2 separate regions of the Danio rerio genome follow, and region 1 is linked to region 2. A link is a contact called in public HiChIP or PLAC-seq data. All regions are on one chromosome and are shown on one strand. Each heading gives the region's core, a stretch centred on a gene start, on an enhancer-like site or on the middle of the called end of the contact. The rest is flanking DNA. Distances are from core to core; before and after follow the strand shown. Region 1 overlaps tnrc6c1 (trinucleotide repeat containing adaptor 6C1). Region 2 holds the start of tnrc6c1 (trinucleotide repeat containing adaptor 6C1).

Evidence for each region. HiChIP or PLAC-seq counts read pairs in DNA pulled down with a chosen protein or histone mark.
Region 1: an H3K4me3 HiChIP or PLAC-seq map of pancreas shows a contact between it and region 2, with 3 times the contacts expected there. The contact joins the enhancer-like site here to the promoter of tnrc6c1 in region 2. A contact is called at or near these places in 7 of 18 Hi-C or Micro-C datasets (caudal fin, embryo, hematopoietic stem cells and 1 more) and 4 of 4 datasets of contacts at active chromatin or transcription factors (caudal fin, embryo, gastrula embryo and 1 more).

What each region holds. Positions count from the first base shown.
Region 1 is chr3:33,136,169-33,142,262 of GRCz12tu, forward strand. The region is part of intron 3 of tnrc6c1 (trinucleotide repeat containing adaptor 6C1); the gene reads right to left. Among named protein-coding and RNA genes, the nearest start is that of znf207a, 51 kb to the left of the region's middle. Within about 2 kb of position 1,278, at least 20 of the 62 cell types and tissues checked have an H3K27ac peak or open chromatin away from gene starts, as enhancers often do. A contact at or near this core is called in caudal fin, gastrula embryo, pancreas and 1 more, where this site is marked.
Region 2 is chr3:33,189,642-33,196,429 of GRCz12tu, forward strand. It overlaps tnrc6c1 (trinucleotide repeat containing adaptor 6C1), which reads right to left and starts at 2,428. Exons shown (of 21, transcript XM_073944712.1): 1 at 1,825-2,428.

The sequences.
Region 1 (6,094 bases), core at 28-2,527, 55 kb before region 2:
GGTTTTAGCACAAAATGAAAACAACATGCTCAGCATATATAAGTACGCCACTCGAAAATCAATCTTTTAAAATATTTTTAATAGTAGGCTATACAATAATATATTTGTGCATATAAATAAGATTAGTCATTACTGAAGCCAAATCTGGAACTTATCTAACAAAATATGTTATAGAAAAATATTAAATACAAATAAAAAAAAAAAGAGTAAAAATCAAGAGAAGCTATTTGTTTTTTTAAATGAAATAAAAATTTTGTAGGTTGTAGTTAATTAATATTTTGCTTGAACTTAATTGTATTATCTGTCAGTTTCTAAATATGTAAAAATTATTATTTTAATAAATATAACTGTTTAATAAATCTGTTTTGTTCAAATGCACCAAAAATACATTTCATATATTCACTATATTCATAATTAAAATATAAATTTTCAAAATGGGCAGTTGCACCACATCTTGCTGGTTTTCAGGGATAAATCTCAAGTTGAGACACTGCATTCTGTTCTTTCCACTGCAATTCCATTGTTCCAACTATTAAAAAAGAAAAAAACATATCCTGTGTTACTGGAAACATAAACTGTGACCCAAAGTACAGCACCATATGCTGCCTTATGAATTCATGCCCTGTGCTTGTATGCATCCATGTACAACTAAACAGCAGTGGAACATTGAAGTGAAGAATAGGGGTGCTTGGCTGACATAGCCATTTGTCAGTTGCAAAGATACTTGGTGGGAGTGTAGGGGGAGGAAGCAGCGTGCACGAGGGTCTTATGCAACATCCATCACTCTTGATGTACAAAACCATGCTTGTGCTCATCCATGGCAGCATATGACATCAGAACAGGCAAGAGCAAGACAAGCACCAGAACCAGACAGCAGGGGGCGACTTGAACAGATAATAACAGAACTAAGGCATGACAACAAGGACTTATCTTGTCAGCCAATAAAACAGTGTAAACAGAGCATGTTTCTGTCATAAGATTTCAGACCTATCATTTTTTTTTTATCTCAGAGTTTGAATGTGCATGTGTTCTTTGTAAAATCCATTCTAGCTTGCCTTAAAGCAAAGCAGTCTAATCTTATTTTTAGCTCTTGATGTCATTACTTTTGGAAAGCTGAGAGTTTTAAAGCATTTGAATATGAGGAAATCCTCATTATCATTTCTAAAGCTAGACTCTCTCAGCTCAACTTCATTTCCTGGTCACAACATTGTTGGCGTTGGTAGGATGCATGTAAATGTGTGTGGGTGTGACAGGAAAAGAGAATGAGAGAAAGTTTGTGTGGCTGGGACCAGTGCCAGCACTCAGGTCTGTTTGGTGGCTTATTGGGGGAAGAGAACACAGGACTCTCTAAGGCAAACAGGCCTATAATGAGCTGATAATTCCCAGGCAAAGCAGGGCTGCAAGTTGTAAAGTACTCCACAGAACCGCACTGAACCACCCAAACCCAAACACATACACCAGAGCTTAAAGGTGCATTAGGAGATTTTAAAAAATGCTAATGTCAGCCTAATAGGACTGAAAGTCTATGTCAGGGGTGTCCAAACTCAAAGTTTAGTTTCAACCCCATCAGACACACCTAGGCTAGCTAATCAAGATCTTGCTAGGCCTTCTAGAAACATTCATGCAGGTGTGTTGAGGCAAGTTTGGAGCTAAAATCTGCAAGACACTGGCACAATTACTCGTTTCAGCATGGATATCGCAATGTGATTATTCGCAATAGTCACATAGCGAGTATATGCAAAGTTGAGTCTGAATTATATATTATAAGTGTTTTAGTTTGTGTTTTTTGAGCCCTATAACTGTGTGGGGGTTTTAAAAGAATTCAGACACAAGAAAATGTACCATTTGTAACTTAAAAAAAGATGCATTTTACTGAATTGTTTATAAAACAAAGACTATTCAGCATTATTTTACATTTGATTGTTCAATTCCTGTATACCTGAATACATCTCTACTCTTCGGAATACAATAAAGCGCTGTTTATTTAATTAGCATACTTTTAATTTTTTATTTCTCTATGCTTGTATATTGTTTATTATATTATATGCATTTCCCTACAGAATCTAAAATTACAGATTCTTTACAATCATTTATTCAAGTCATCTATTCATATTGCAATATATATCGCAGAATTAAAAAAATATCACAATGTGTAATTTTTCCAATATCGTGCTGCCCTAATGCGCACACTAGACAACATCACTGCAATACATCACGTAACATTCACCAGAGAGAAAACTAATAGTATAGTTATTAATTACAAAATTAAACTTTAAAAAAGTAGATTGATGTTTGCCTGCCATTCTTTGTCTGAACAGTGTCTATGAATGAGCAGATAGTGTAATCTTTTCTGCGTAAACAGGGTGCGCAGAGGTACGCAAGTACATATTTTGGTTCAGACCGCACATTTTGATTGGATAAACTTGGTCCTACACCTTGAACAGATATTAAAATGCATATAAATACATTTAAACCACATATATGAATAATTGCTATCAGGATGTGAAGAGACTTTCTACTTTACAGCCACACCTGATCTCAGGTCAAGTTGCATTACAAGTTGCACTACATTGACAATGATTGGAAGCTGCACCAGAGATACCTTCAGATGGCATATTTTCCACTACATTAAAATTCTTATTTACATGAGAAGATGCAATAAATGCAAATATACTTTTAATACTTTTAATATGAAAAAAAACACTAAAATTTATTTTGTTTACAAAATGCAAGTTATTTATTTTTACTTTCTTTTTTTATAAGAAGTGACTTAGTTTTACACTGTGTTTTCATTTCAGTGATTCAACACGGATGTTTAATAAATAATCATAGAAAGTAGATAGTGTGTTTCCTTCAGTTATATAAAAATCAAGTAATGCTTCATTCAGAAATGTCTCAGTTGTAATATGTGAGCATATTTGCTGTACAAAAGCTGTCAGTGAAATATGACGGCAAAAAAAAAAAAAATAAATAAATAAATAAATAAATAAATAATTAAATTCATTAACCATAATCCAGGTAAAATGTTTGATTGATTGAGATTTAGATTTTAGGCCAAATCTCCTAGCCCTACTCTGAACACAATTACATATTGCACTTTTAAAGGTGAAAAATGCGATTCAAGAGCTTGCCTTTGACAGCATCAAACTAAACTGCAAAATACTGACTCAAGACAACCATATATACCCCATAATCCCCTAATACTGCAAGCTGGAGTACTAAAAGAAACTGAACAATGTTGACAGATATTTCTATCTGATGAATCAGACCACAGAGATCCAAAAGAGTCACCTGTGACTATAAGAGGCTGAGATGGTTCCCTAGTACATATGTCAGTAATAGAAATAACACTCAATCAGGCACTATGGATTCTATCTAACTTTAACTATAGCCAAAAGCAAAATAAGACACCAAGTTGTTTTTGACATGTTTTCCCATTGAAGTTTGGAGACAGTAAGACTAATTTCTGAAATAAATACTTTCCTTTATTAAGGATTCAATAAACTGAAAGTTTGGACTTTTTTATATATTAAATAGTCAAACTTTTATTAATAATATGAAATACTATGCTATAATTTATTTAAAATTTTTTTAAACACTCTTCTTTAAAAAAAATCTAATTTCAAGGTATTCTGTAAAAGAATTAATTATGGCTTTAATGGGTTTCATTAAAATGATTTCTAAAAGATGGGGTGACATTGAAGGATGTAGCATTAATTGCTGCTTAAAGTTTGCTTATCTAAGAAACACTCATTTTTTCAATACACTTTAATAGAAAGTCTTTATTTAAAACTGAAATTTACTTCAATATTGACATTTTCACTGTATTCAATAATAAAAAATGCTACTCTTTCAGAAATCACTTGGAAGTGGGGCATCAGGCCATGCGAAAAAGTTAAAAACCATTGATTTCTGATGATAGGTTGAAAATAATTTCCGTCCCACGGGCCATTTTACATTAGATAGCCATGCGATGACTGTAGGAAAGATGGGGGGAGCAAAAGTGACAAGCTAAATGAATACAGCCTCTGTGTTGCTGTTGCTGGCTTAAAGCTGAGCTATGGGCCATTCGGCTACATTCCAGCGGCTTCCTGTAAAAACACACACACAGAGAAAGCTGGGAGCTCTTATTACTCGCTAGGCAATGTGCGTTAAGTAACATCCAGCGGAACCACAGCTCAGTGCACGTGCCGGCTCAAAACATACACAAAAGCCAACTCAACAAGGAGAGGCAGCAGGCGGCAGGCAGCAGGAAAAGGAATGGAAGCATAGGTAGGTTTTAAAACCATCAATATACATTCTGGGACTGCCATAAATGCAATGCTGTCTTAAAATTAGGGCAAAACATATTATTTTATTAAGTATTATTATTATAATAATATTAATAATATGATAAGTATCCAGACTAAGTTATGCAATTACATCTGCTCCTATATATTGCACTGTAGTGTATAGGAATGCAACGATTATAGATTTTGCTTGTACATTGTACACTTGTATTTTAGTCTAGGAACATTACCACAACAGTTACCACAATAATTATGCATTCATTCATTTCAAAACACTACTAATCTAGAAAATTACATGAAAACTTTTATATTTTAGAGTTATTTATTGATGCTCAGTAACCAATTCAAACAGCATAAAATAATAATAAAAACAAACAGTAGTCCATTTCTCTTTAGAGTTAAAAAAAAAAAAATTTTTTTGCATTTAAAAAAACCCCAATAATTTTACACTAAAAATAAATGAAAGAACATAGAATAAAAAAAGGAATTAATAAAAATAAGAATAAATAATAGAATAGAATAATAATTGAAATGTGTATATTTTATGCAAAGTATGAAGCTAATTGGTCAGTTCTTGTCATGTGACTCACGTTGCGCTCGCAGCATACTTTCAAATACATGCACTTGGGAACGCATCGCTCCCAATATGCACCTCCATTGGAAATAGTAAACTTGTGCGCGCAAAAGACTTAATATGTGATCGGCCCTTAGTTAAAAGCATCAGCCATAGTTAATCCAATGTGTGTACGTATTAGTCAGTGTACAAGCTTACTAGCACACAGTTTGAATAACTTTATTTAGTTGCAGCAGTTTTGTTCCGTGCAGAAACGTGGTGTTAAAAAAAAGCCTTTACGATTAATTAACCATGACAAATTAAAGCGTGGTTAATAGTGAAATCGGTTAATCGTTGCATTCCTAATAGCGTAGGCAAACATACTGTACAAACACAGTTTATACACAAGGTTTAAAATGTTAAACCCAGTAAGTTAAGGTAACTCAAAACCGATTGAAACAAACCATTTAAAATTTAAAAACTAATCCTAATGAGTACTGTGAACTTAATCCATTTGAATAAATGAAGCAATTCGAGCATTGTAAAACCCAATAAATGAAGAGAACTCAAACCAACTGAGTACTGTAAAACCAAATAAGTTAAGGCAACTCAAAACTAAGAAAACCGATTTCTACAAACCATTTGACTTCAAAAGCTAAGAGTACGGTGAACTTACTCTATTTAAGTTGAAGTAATGAGGTATTTAATTAACTCATCACCTTCAACACTGAGTTTAAAAGTCTTTTTAAATGAGTTAACTTTCAGTAAATGGAGTTAACTACACTCATTTCATTTGATAAAGTTGACCACTGGGTTTTACAGTGTACACATAACCTTTTTTGCACATAACGCATAGCATTCACTATATTTGTTTTCATAGAATTTAATATGAGCACTGTTTTACTAGATAAAATTAGACAGTCAGTGTAAAAAAAAAAGTCTTTTCATCCATATATTATTTTTAAAAAAATATATAACATAAATAGCAAAAAAATTGGCCCTTCTGCCAGCCATATTTACAAACTGCATTGCCAAATAATAAGAATATTCAACAACAATAATAATAATAACAGTAATATTAATAGTAATTATGATAAATAAAATAAAAAGATTTCTGCAAACAAAAAAAGTTTTATACAGACTCAATTACTCAGTCTTTTATGAGGTTGTGTAGTAAATAAGTAATACAAAAACAAAAAACTGAAACAACCAGTAACAGTAACTAGAATACATAAACTAAGCGTTCGATACA
Region 2 (6,788 bases), core at 1,178-3,677:
CGATAAGAGATTCATTCAGCAAAATATGTCAACAGTGAATGTTTCCTTTAGCGTAGACTGATACTGGAAGCTCAGACGGGATCCTCTATTGTGGCTTTAAATACAGATCCTGAAGTGAATCTTACATGTGCGAATGTACACTTGCAAATGTAAAATGTTTTTACCAGAAAACTGCACATGCACAAAAGGAAAAGAAAATAACAGTTGTTTGCAGGATACACAAAGAGATAAACAGGTGCAAGCTAATGCTGCCTTCAAAGCAATTTGATAAATTGTGGCACAGTTTTACTTGAACAATACTCAACACTTTACCAACTGTGGTTTGGACAGAAGACACATTTCATTCATATTACAGTGACTCTATTTTTAAGGTTTTGGCTTTTTACAAAAACTAGTCTATCCTGACACTGACCTAAGAGATGCAATTAGTGGTTTGATCTGTGGTTATTATGGTCTTGCTCAAAATGCCACAGTCACAATACAGGAACTTTTACACAGGAATCACACAGCAGACATGATCATTTCACTAGCAATAAATGACCAAACGTGAAGCCACACAGTGCAAATCCCTAGCCACATAATGCTGGTGAGGCTCCATAAGAACAAGCTGAGAGAGGCAATGTGACCTAAGCTTTATGGTAATCTGAGCATTAAGTGGCCTCTTTTTGTCTGACCCTTTTTCACTCTTGGAGAACACACAGCCCTTTTCAAAGGTCTGCCTCTGACAGGGGCCCCCTGACCCTGGGAGGGGAGCAGAAACTCTCCTTGCCAAATTAGCAACTGCACCACATGAACAGTCATGGGGACGTTTGACATTGGTGCTGTCCTCAGACGGAAAGCACGTTAGCGGGATCCTGCTTTGAGGTGAAAACGTACGTAGCTACATTTGGGAGCACAGTATTGGTGAATATATCAGGCGGTGGACATTCAGTATTAATAAAGACTCTAGAAAAAGAAAATAAGCACTGACAACCATTCTCTGACAGCTTAAATTGTTTGACTTCTGTTTATTGTGAATTTCGTAGCAATAACAACAGGATGACGTAGTAACGTTAACTGACGTTTCGATGGAAACTTAGACACAGTCTCGTAATAATTACTAAACGCTAGTTTTATTTTATTTGATAAGCCTGAATCTTGCCGTCAATATCAAAATGACAGAGCCTCGAGCGCACAGTGAAGGGAGACGCGTTGGTCAGACATGCAAGGGTTATTTCTAATCCAAAGACCCATAAATATCACAATCACAGCAGTTCTTTCTCTATAAATTCGTCGCCCGGGGTTTGTCGTTAACGTTAGCGCGACTCTCCACAACAACAACATAACCTCAAACACCAGCGAGATATGCCTCCAAAACAACATTTTGAGCACCAAAAAGATGTGACGGGACTCCCAGCAAACACTGGACACATGTATTTACACAACACACAATCAAACTCTAGCGTTAACTAAACGCAATACACAAATCACAAGTCATATAGACTAACATTATGGATCTTGAGCAGGAATTGAATCCGATAGAAAAGATGCTTATCCCGCATATCTGTTTAGAAAATGGGCCAATGTTGATTTACGGGGGAGTAAACATTTGCACACGTAAGCTATTTCCAGCCACCAAAACAAAAAGACCGCACGTTGTTAAAGATCCTGCGCGTATGTCTGCTTTTGGTGGTGTCTCTAATTCTGGATAGAATGTCACTGGCTGTCAAAATACTATAAAGGCTCGAAAGTGAATCCTAAAATGACGCATTGCCACTGTAAACAGAAACAAGCACACCCCGCCCACGTAAACATTAAAACATTTATCAAAAAGCCTTATCTTACCTTTATTTCGCACACGGAGCAACTGCAGTTTGCGGTTCAGATGGGGTGCATAAGCTGCATGGTGAAGGAGGATGTTGTCGATACCCGTACTGACACAGATCAGATATATTCAGTCGCAGTCAGACTCTCTCGCTCTTGCAGTGAACTGCAATGGCGAGCCTGACTTTCCAGTTGAGGAATTCACCTCTTATTATGCAGTGGAATTTATCCAGAGGGGGGAAAGAAACAATCTCTAAAAACAAATACCAGTGCAAACAGTGAAAAGGACATTAAACGACAATTCTGCACGTCAGCGAGCAAGCTTAAGGTTGATCAAGTGTAACATTTCGGCGATTTTAAGAAGCAGCTTCACGCGCGCACCCTCACAGACGCGCGCGCACTGGCAGTTTGAGCTTTAGTATGCTTTTGGATGTATATAAAGTGCGTAAAGGGAAATCTTTCAGCATGCCTTTCAGCTCGATAACACGTATGCAAACGAGTCCACACGAATTAATGTCCCAATGCTCGGAAATTCCAATGCATCCATTTGAAACGATTCTGCACTGACGTGAAGCGTTCACTGGGATTTCGTTTGTGGCGCTCCAGCAGCCATTTTGTTGAAACTGACAACAGCGGCTCAAGTCTCGGCAGAGTAAAACAGGAAGTGCCCCCATTCCCCAGCGACAAGTCACGTGACGTCAACTCACAAACAATCCAACCCCTCCGTTAAAATATATCGCTCCACCTTCACTGTTGCTATGAGAACGAGGGTCAGGAACCACCTCCATCCACCAACAACACTGGCTGACGTGCAGCAGCAGCGGCAGCAGCTATCTCTGGTGTGTCTCTCGTCCTATTAATCAATAACAAGGCTTTCTCAGCAGTGCTTTAAAATGTAGTTATATCAAAGCGGTTCTAAAGAAACCTTACATCCATTTTTAGTCGTGGAGTTTAACGTCCCGCATCAAATCTGATTTTGGTGAAGTCGTCGTTTCTCCACCAGACGGCGCTATTTCAGCTAGCCAATAGACATGGCTTATACTCATGTTAATTATAGTTAACTTATTAACTGGATAGCTTACTATTAAGGGCCTTTCTATCGTGTATAGATGTTTTTATAACAATTATATTAGGAAAATCCTAACTGCAAATAAAAGTGTTCTTCCAATAGCAATGGTTAAATGGAAACATTCCCTTCACCCTTCATTTGTTCTTAATAAGTTTCATTCCTTCATTCATTCATTCATTCATTCATTCATTCATTCATTCATTCATTCATTCATTCATTCATTTTCTTTTCAACTGAGTCCCTTTATTAATCTGGGGTCGCCAAAGCGGAATAAACCGCCAACTTATCCAGCACAAGTTTTACACAGCGGATGTCCATCCAGCTCCAACCCTTCACTGAAAAACACCCACACACTTTCATTCACACTCATAAACTATGGTCAATTTAGCCTATCCAATTCACCTATAGCGCATGTCTTTGGACCTGTGGGGGAAACCGAAGCACCCGGAGGAAATCCAATCAATCACAGGGAGAACATGCAAACTCCACTCAGAAATGCCAACTGACCCAGCCAAGGCTCAAACCAGCAACTTTCCAGCTGTGAGGCAATCATGCTACCCACTGCGCCACTGTCACCCTCCCTTTAGTTTATGTCATAATAATAATAAACACTCTGGTTTATTGTGTAAACAGTCTTTTCTAATGTGCTTTCCCTAAAGCACTCAATTAATCTGAAATCTCATAATATAGCTCATTCATTCATTTTTTTCACCTTAGTCCCTTTATTATTCAGGGGTCGTCACAGTGGAACGAACCACCAGCTTGTCCATCATATCTTTAACACAGCGGATGCCCTTCCAGCCACAACCCAACAGTGGAAAACACCATATAGCTCATAACCTGGTTGCAAAATATGTGCCTCATAATTTAAGACACATCACTCAACGGTAACATGCACATCATTTGTATATGGGACATTCTACTAGAAACGTACATTATCTGTCATAAATACAGTGAATAAAGTGTATTTCATTCCAAAAATGTCTAAAATGGACTAATGGTTGATTTCTGTGAGTTGTTTTGTAAAGGAATATGTCATTTATCTGGTTCTCAGATTTTTGTTCTTTATTAAAAGCACTTTACAGACACAAACTGTCATTGTCCATGTCCTCAGCCCAGTTGAACCGACAGCTTTTATAGTTTTGTTAAGCTAAAAACTGTTATTTGGAAACAAAAAATGCTTCAGAAATAGCAAGTTTAAGGTGTTATCATTCACATCAATTGGTTAGAAACATATTATTTTAATTAGATTCTACAAATAATTACTGCAAATATATAATAATAATAAATGTACAATTGTTCCCGTGTTTCTGTTCAGTACTGTCACATTTGCATTAAATCTAACAAAATGCGTGCATTACATGTTTAAGGCCATGACTCGGAAGTGGCATGATTTGACCGAGAAGAAGCTGACAGTGATCAAGGATGCATTCTACCATTGAATTGTATGATTTTATGCATGTTTTGTATGGCAAGCTTAAGTCAGGCCCTGTCATGTTTTTAATTATTTAAAACTAAAAACGTTTTTTGGTAGAATGTCTCATACACATGTGAAGTTTCATAAAGAAATATGGCTTAAAAATAATTTGTGCATGCTAGTATGGTCAGGTTTCTGGGGACATTTTCACAATGGAACACCGATCCCTCTCTGTCCCACTCCTGCTTACAGCTTTATCACAGCATGGACTGAGGAAGACAAATATCATCAGTGAGCTGGCCAAACATTTCGCTGAGCAATGAGCCAAAACCCGATCTCACTAAAGACTCATCTTTCTGGCTCTCATTAGCATTCATCCACCCAGTGACAGCCAGAGCGTTTCTGTTGGCCAGATGAATATGAGGGGATGGCTGGGTCGCTTTAGGTAGTTAAAAGACAAGGGCTCGCCGATAAAGACGTGCTGACAGACCTTCAAGGGCCCAATTAAATAACAATCCGCCCTAATGTCATCTGCATATGGATTACGGCTGAGATATGTAATGTGGTGGCAGAGGAGAAACGTGATTACTGAGTGCGTTTAATGATGAAGTATGTATAGAGGCATAAAAGCTCAGCTTGGCAGGGAAGGCTAATCACAGCTCATGGCAATTAATCTTGCTTGTCGTGATAATTCAGGACCATTATTCATCGTGTCACCTCACAGAGTTGCAAAAGGGGCAACTCAGACTTACCCAGTTACACAAAAGTGTATCAAGTCTTCTCTTTTGGGAGCAACTTATGACTATCATGTAATTACGCTTATTGTGCGCATGCATTGGGATTGTGCGCTGATTTACAGAATGATGACGTGTGTGTGCAGGTTGCTACAGTTATGGGCAGGACATTTCTGGGCTGGATTAATTTCCCTTGAGACCTTTGTAATGGATAAGGGCAGGAGAGAGAGAAGGACCAGACTCCACAAATCACAATGTCCAAGTGAAATGTTGAAATCAGGGCATTCTGTGACATAGCTGTCACATTCAAAGTAGAACACTGTTAAATCATGTCCAAAGAAATTAGATAAATGATTCAAAACAATGGTGACAAGTCATCAATAAATTTTGTAACCTCATGGAATCCGCAACAGTTTTATTTTAGTATTATTTACAGTGTAAATACACTCACTGGCCACTTTATTAGGTACACCAGTCCAACTGCTTGTTAACTCAAATTTTTAAACAGCCAATTACATGGCAGCAACTCAATGCATTTAGGCATGTGGACATGGTCAGGACAATTTGCTGCAGTTTAAACAAGCATCTGAATGGGGAAGTGAAGTGATTTAAGTGACTTTGAACGCGGCATGGTTGTTAATGCCAGACGGGCTTGTCTGAGTGTTTCAGAAACTCCTGATCTACTGGGATTTTCACATACAATTATCTCTAGGGTTTACAGAGAACGGTCCGAAAAATAGAAAATATCCAGTGGGCGCAAATGCCTTGTTGATGCCAGGGTTCAGAGGAGAATGGCTAGACTGTTTCGAGCTGATAGAAAGACATCAGTAACTCAAATAACCACTCACAACAACAGAGGTATGCAGAAGAGGGTCTCTGAAAGCACAACATTGAAGCAGATGGGCTACAGCAGCAGAAAACCACATCGGGTGTCGCTTTTGTCAGCCAAGAACAGGAAACTGAGGCTACAGTTTGCACAGGCTCACCAAAATTGGAAAATAGAAGATTGGAAAAACGTTGCCTGGTCTGATGGGTCTCGATTTCTGCTACGACATTCAGCTGTAGGGTCAGAATTTACGGTCAACATCCTGCCTTTTATCAACAGTTCAGGCTGGTGGTGGTGTAATGGTGTGGGGCATATTTTGTTGTCAAACCTTTTGCTCATTAGTACTACATTTACATTTACATTACATTTAGTCATTTAGCAGACGCTTTTATCCAAAGCGACTTACAAATGAGGACAAGGAAGCAATTTACACAACTAAGAGCAACAATGAATAAGTACTAAAGGCAAGTTTCAGGTCTGTAAAGTCTAAGAAGGGAAGTGTTAGTAATTTTTTTTTTTTTTTTTTTTTTTTTTTTTTTGTTCAGTTAGTGTGATATTCAAATAGGCAATTGCAGATTAGGAAGTGAAGTGGAGACTAAATAGTTGAGTTTTTAGTCGTTTCTTGAAAATAGAGAGTGACTCTGCTGTTCTGATGCAGTTAGGGAGTTCATTCCACCAACTGGGCAGATTGAGCGTGAGCGTGAGCGAAAGTGATTTTTTTCCTCTTTGGGATGGAACCACGAGGCGACGTTCATTCACAGAACGCAAGTTTCTGGAGGGCACATAGATCTGCAGAAGTGAGTGCAGATAAGAAGGTGCTAGGCCAGAAGTCACTTTGTAGGCAAACATCAGAGTTTTGAATTTGATGCGAGCAGCAACTGGCAGCCAGTGCAAACGGACTAGCAGCGGAGTGACATGTGCTCGTTTAGGTTCATTGAA